Regions from separate parts of the Gossypium arboreum genome. Here region 1 is linked to region 2. Evidence: chromatin contacts called from public Hi-C data. All regions are on one chromosome and are shown on one strand. The core of a region is the stretch at or near the end of the contact, and the rest is flanking DNA. Distances in the headings are between cores, read along the strand shown.

What was found. A called contact is a pair of places that touch in the nucleus more often than the background predicts.
Region 1: a Hi-C map of leaf shows a contact between it and region 2, with 3 times the contacts expected there. The contact joins the promoter of LOC108486693 here to the enhancer-like site in region 2. A contact is called at or near these places in 2 of 5 Hi-C or Micro-C datasets (both in leaf).

The regions. Positions count from the first base shown.
Region 1 is chr6:103,297,783-103,300,482 of ASM2569848v2, forward strand. LOC108486693 (probable sugar phosphate/phosphate translocator At5g25400) reads left to right here and starts at 1,391. Exons shown (of 1, transcript XM_017790875.2): 1 at 1,391-2,700. The coding sequence starts at 1,608. The coding sequence ends at 2,657.
Region 2 is chr6:103,185,154-103,187,853 of ASM2569848v2, forward strand. No RefSeq gene overlaps it. Among protein-coding and RNA genes, the nearest start is that of LOC108486679, 18 kb to the left of the region's middle. Within about 2 kb of position 1,293, at least 1 of the 2 cell types and tissues checked has an H3K27ac peak or open chromatin away from gene starts, as enhancers often do. A contact at or near this core is called in leaf, where this site is marked.

The DNA of each region.
Region 1 (2,700 bases), core at 141-2,640, 110 kb after region 2:
TTAATAAGTGAAAAGTTAAAATTGGTGTAGAATTTAATATTAAATTAATAAATTTGTGTAAAAGTAATAAAATAAAATTTAAAGCCGTAAATATTTAAAAGCAAAATTAAAACGTGAATAGATTATAACGAAGTTGATCTTTTTCCAACATCTGACATGAAAAATAAATAAAATATTGTTATATTATTTATGTAAGATTTTTAAATGTGGTTTGTTGTGGAATGCACTGACTGACATTCAAATGCAAGGAGGTTTTGTATTTGTATGGAAATTTACATGGTCGGTTATTGTGGTTTTAGGATAGTTTTGAGTTTAAGTTATTTTAGATCAGTGTTTTTCATGTTTTTTTGGAAGACATATTTTAAGTTTGGTTGTTTAAGTTTTGATTATTGAATTTTTATGATCTAATTAAGTTAAGTTAGATCCGATTTTGATTAATTGAGTCAAATTTTTATAGTATAAATTCTTAAAAAAGAAATAAAATTTGTCCACCGAGTGTTAGCACATAGAAATGAGTTTAGTTCAATTCAGTTCATTTTTTTTTTTAAATCGTTCATGTTAATTCAAATAAGTTTGATTCTTAACTTTTCATATAAAATTTGAGTTTTGAGTTTTTTCTTTTTTAACTTATTTTGATAAGTGAGTTTTATTTTGTAACTTTTGACTTTTTAAACTAGTTTTAAAGTATTTTTCATGACTATTAAAAATTAATAATTTTTAAGTAAATAAAATTAATTAATAACTTTTGTATTGTATTTCTTTAAAAATATTTTTATATAAAAAATCAAGTTATTTATACTATTTAAAATATAAAATATTTAATTTAAAATCATAAAAATTAAAATTAATTATTCAATTAAGTTAAAAATTCAGTTCTGTTTAATTCGAAGAGTCACGTTTTTTAACTTGTATCCTACAAATCATCCAAACACCACGGTTCAAATTGATCTTTAATTTTTTATTTTTGTGATTGATATTGCAATAAGTAAGAGGTCATCATGAGTTTATGCGTGCTTAAGAGTTCAATATCCTCTAGTTTAAGGATTAGAGAATTTATGAATAATTTGGATTTAGATTATCTCAATTATATATTAGTTTTGAGTTCAAATAATTTTAAGTTTAGGTAATTCAATTTTTTATCTCAAATTTATTTTTTGTATCTAGATATGTTGGGTATGAATCATTCAGGATAGGTCATTTTCAGGTTAAATAAGTTCAAATTATTTAATTTTATAACTAAATTAAATTAAATTTATTTTAAATTTAAATTAATGGGATGAAAATTTAAATTTAAATAATTGCATCGAATTTAAATTTAAATTATTGGGGTCAAAATTTTAAGTGGATCTTAAAATTAAAAAAGGGAAATGGTATCAAACTATAGAGAAAAAAGCCCATAAAGAGGCCCATTCCATCAACATAAAGAAAACACACCTTAAACAAAAAAGATAACATCCTTCACTACATTAAAAAAAAAACAAATCAAATCTTGATTTTTCAGCATCCACATAGAGAAAAATCCCCCCACATTCCGATCTCCGATCTCCGATCAATTCTTCCACCATTTTTTCCGATCCGGGCACCTCTCAAAACCCCAAAAACAAGCAATGGGTAAAGGCGGTTCATTGAGCGACGGCGTCATCAAGAAGATCCTTCTCTCCTACACCTACGTAGCAATCTGGATCTTCCTCAGCTTCACCGTCATCGTCTACAACAAGTACATCCTCGACAAGAAGATGTACAATTGGCCTTTCCCAATCTCTCTAACCATGATCCACATGTCCTTTTGTGCCTCCCTTGCTTTCCTCCTCATCAAGGTCTTCAAAGTCGTCGAGCCCGTCTCCATGTCTCGAGACCTTTACCTCTCTTCCGTCGTCCCCATCGGCGCTCTTTACTCCCTCAGCCTCTGGCTCTCCAATTCCGCCTACATTTACTTGTCCGTTTCCTTCATCCAGATGCTCAAAGCGTTGATGCCCGTCGCCGTGTATTCCATCGGCGTCCTTTTTAAAAAAGAAGGGTACAAGAACGATACGATGGTCAACATGTTGTCAATCTCTTTTGGGGTCGCCATCGCAGCATATGGGGAAGCTAAATTCGACACTTGGGGAGTGATTTTGCAGTTGGGAGCTGTTGCTTTTGAGGCTACCAGGTTGGTCATGATCCAAATCTTGCTTACTTCTAAAGGGATCACCTTGAACCCCATTACTTCGTTATATTACGTTGCTCCATGCTGCTTTGTTTTCCTTTTGGTCCCATGGGTTTTCGTTGAGTACCCAGTTTTGAAAGAAACATCGAGTTTCCATTTCGATTTCGTCATTTTTGGGACCAACTCTATATGTGCATTTGCTTTGAACCTAGCTGTGTTCTTACTTGTTGGAAAGACCTCTGCTTTGACCATGAATGTAGCTGGGGTTGTCAAGGACTGGTTGTTGATTGCCTTCTCTTGGTCTGTCATCAAGGATACCGTGACACCCATCAACTTGTTTGGGTATGGACTGGCGTTTTTGGGTGTTGCTTACTATAATCATTCAAAGTTACAAGCTTTGAAGGCCAAAGAAGCACAGAAGAAGACTGCACAAGCAGATGAAGAAGGTGGGAGATTGTTGGAAGAGAGAGAAGGTGAAGGAAGTGGTAAGAGCAGTGAATCTCAGGATTAGATCAGTTCATGGTTCGTACTTCATATTAGGATTATGAAATATG
Region 2 (2,700 bases), core at 43-2,542:
GGAGTCAATTGCTTCGATAGCCAAGACTATACATCTCCTCAATTAGAATTGTAGACAACATAATAATCCTTTTCAATATTTGAATAAAGCATTCAATTTGATTCTTTTACAGGATTACAGACTCGTTTAGATTATCTACTGAAGTAATTTGTTTTTCTCGCAATGTAAACGTTCATTGAATGCCACTTATTATCAATTTGAACTTAGACAATCAATAAGCTAATATTTGCTTGTCACATTTTCGCTATGCATGCAAAATATGAAAGACAGAAATACAAAAGAAATAACATGAAATGTGAAATTTATTTATTCGTCGTTCAAATACATAGAAAACAATTGCATATTTACTAAAATATGGGCACATTTCCCAACAACTATCTGAACCTTGCTTACTACGAACCCTTAAATGGACAACTTGCAAATGAACAATCAACACATCCAAATCCTTATTTCAGCAAATCAAAATACCACCAGCAAACCCATTAGCTTCAACACTAAACGAATTAGGATACCCAATTTTAGAAATAATACCATCTACTCTTGCTCCACTAACCAGGATTTCAAACAAACTAACTAAATCAAGAGAAAAAACCTTCCTATATTCCTTCACAATATTACGAAATTGGGGATGATCGACTTCTTGAGAATTCTAACAATAAAAATTCTGTATCCATAAAACAAAAAAAAAGTAAAAAAACCAACCTTAAAATCAAGTAGACATCTCAACAACTAATATAATCATTATAGGTGTTCTGTCTTTCATAACCTCTCTTCTTGATAACTCATCATCCTCTATCGACATTCTTTCGGCTCCTTTTTCCAAATCACTAACAAGGTCCACCATTGCCTTTGAGAAAACCACCATGGTACGAGCAAACCCTCTAGAATCATCATCTGATGGTTTGTCCCGCAACCTTTCCCATGTATTATTTTCTTTTGGTAAAAAACACAAAATAATTTTGCTTGATTACCTGAAGTTAAAAATTCAATTATGTTTCCTTTTAACCAAACCTAACGAACTGTCATGTGTTTCCCTTTGTCCAATTTAATTGACACATTAACAAATTGAAGAACCAATTTATCCAAAATTACCTTATCTAATTTTGGCCTCATAATTGCAACATCATCAAAGGACCTTTTCTCAGAAATAGGCTGAATATTATTATTGCCATTTGTTAGCATTAATGGACTATTCCCTTTATTCGGCCCATTTGCAATCACTATAGTTTTGCCTTTGGCTTGTTGACCCACTCTAGAAGGACCTACAAACCCTTTAACATTAAACCCACTAGCAAAACCTAGTGTCCACGACTAGCATCCATGACCCAAAAGCTTCATCCTTTACCCTTTAATTTAAACCTGAAACCTTCGATATAGTTTCAAGCTGACTTGCTCCATTTTTTGGTGGTGGAGTTTTAGCTCCCAAATAGACATTCACACTGTGACCATAACGGCCGCACTTGAAGCAAATGTTTTGTAGAGACTCATACTCTACATGCTTTAACTATCTGTTGATTTTTACCTTTGACACTAGCGACTTTCTCAAACCCACGCACACTGCTAGCCATGCAAACCTCCCCCAACAAGCACTAATAGTATGCACGTCCAGTTTTTTCACTTGAATGATTTTCTACCCAATCGCTTGAAGGAGGCAATCCGAGTAGTACCCTTCAGGTAAGCCCAGGAGTCTAATCCACACCACCTGTTGTTCAACTTTAATCTAGGTCATCGAGAACTTTGACAACCATTGGTCGAACAGATAAGTAATGACCATAGATTACCCACGGTCCCCCAACTAAACCCTATTATAATACTCCTCATCTTACAACCTAACTAGAAAAAGAAAAGTTTTCTAGGTCCATCATTTGAATCGGGTGTCTAGGATTCCACAATAACGAAACCTTATTCAACAGTACATTAAAACCAATTCTTTTGCCTAATAATTTAACCACAATTGTCCTCGCCATCTTACGTTCAATTAATTCTTGTACCTGATTCAAAAAAGTGATCAACAAAACACCATCAACCACCTCTGTTACCATATCCCCATTTAGAAGTGAAAAATCCTCCTCCATGGATACATTATGCACAAAGTCGACGAGTCCCCTACCAATATCGGTTTATATGAGGCCTTAGTGAATCTCGAAATCTGTGTCTGTTTTCCATTACTGTCCACTGTCGAATCATCCTTGTCTAATGTTAAATCTAGTCTTGTACGAACTTTCTTGGTTGCTCGATCAACGCCGTTATTCGATCCCACCATAAATTCCGCCATAGGTAGAGTATTATCGTTGTTCATGACAAAGTATAAATTCTTTATTATAAGGAAAGTGAGAGTAAAAGAATTATTAATAAATTTGTAACATTTAAAATATCAATTTTACCCTTCAAATATTTTATTATTATTTAAGAATCTATCTTATTTACAAATCGTAAAAATAACAAAAAGAAAATCTAACTTGAATACTATAAAAATAACTCATGACAACAAAAAGAATATAATGGTGGGATTTAATACATTTTCATTAAAATTTAGAACAAAAATGTGTTGAAGATGATAATAGACAATCCTAAAATAAAATAAAAACGGAATAAATAGATACTTTTGGATTATTAGGATTTCATTTTTTAAACTTGTTTTGAAAAGTTAACAATCATATATTTCGTCGATTGAGTTTTATCTCGATTGGCATAAATATT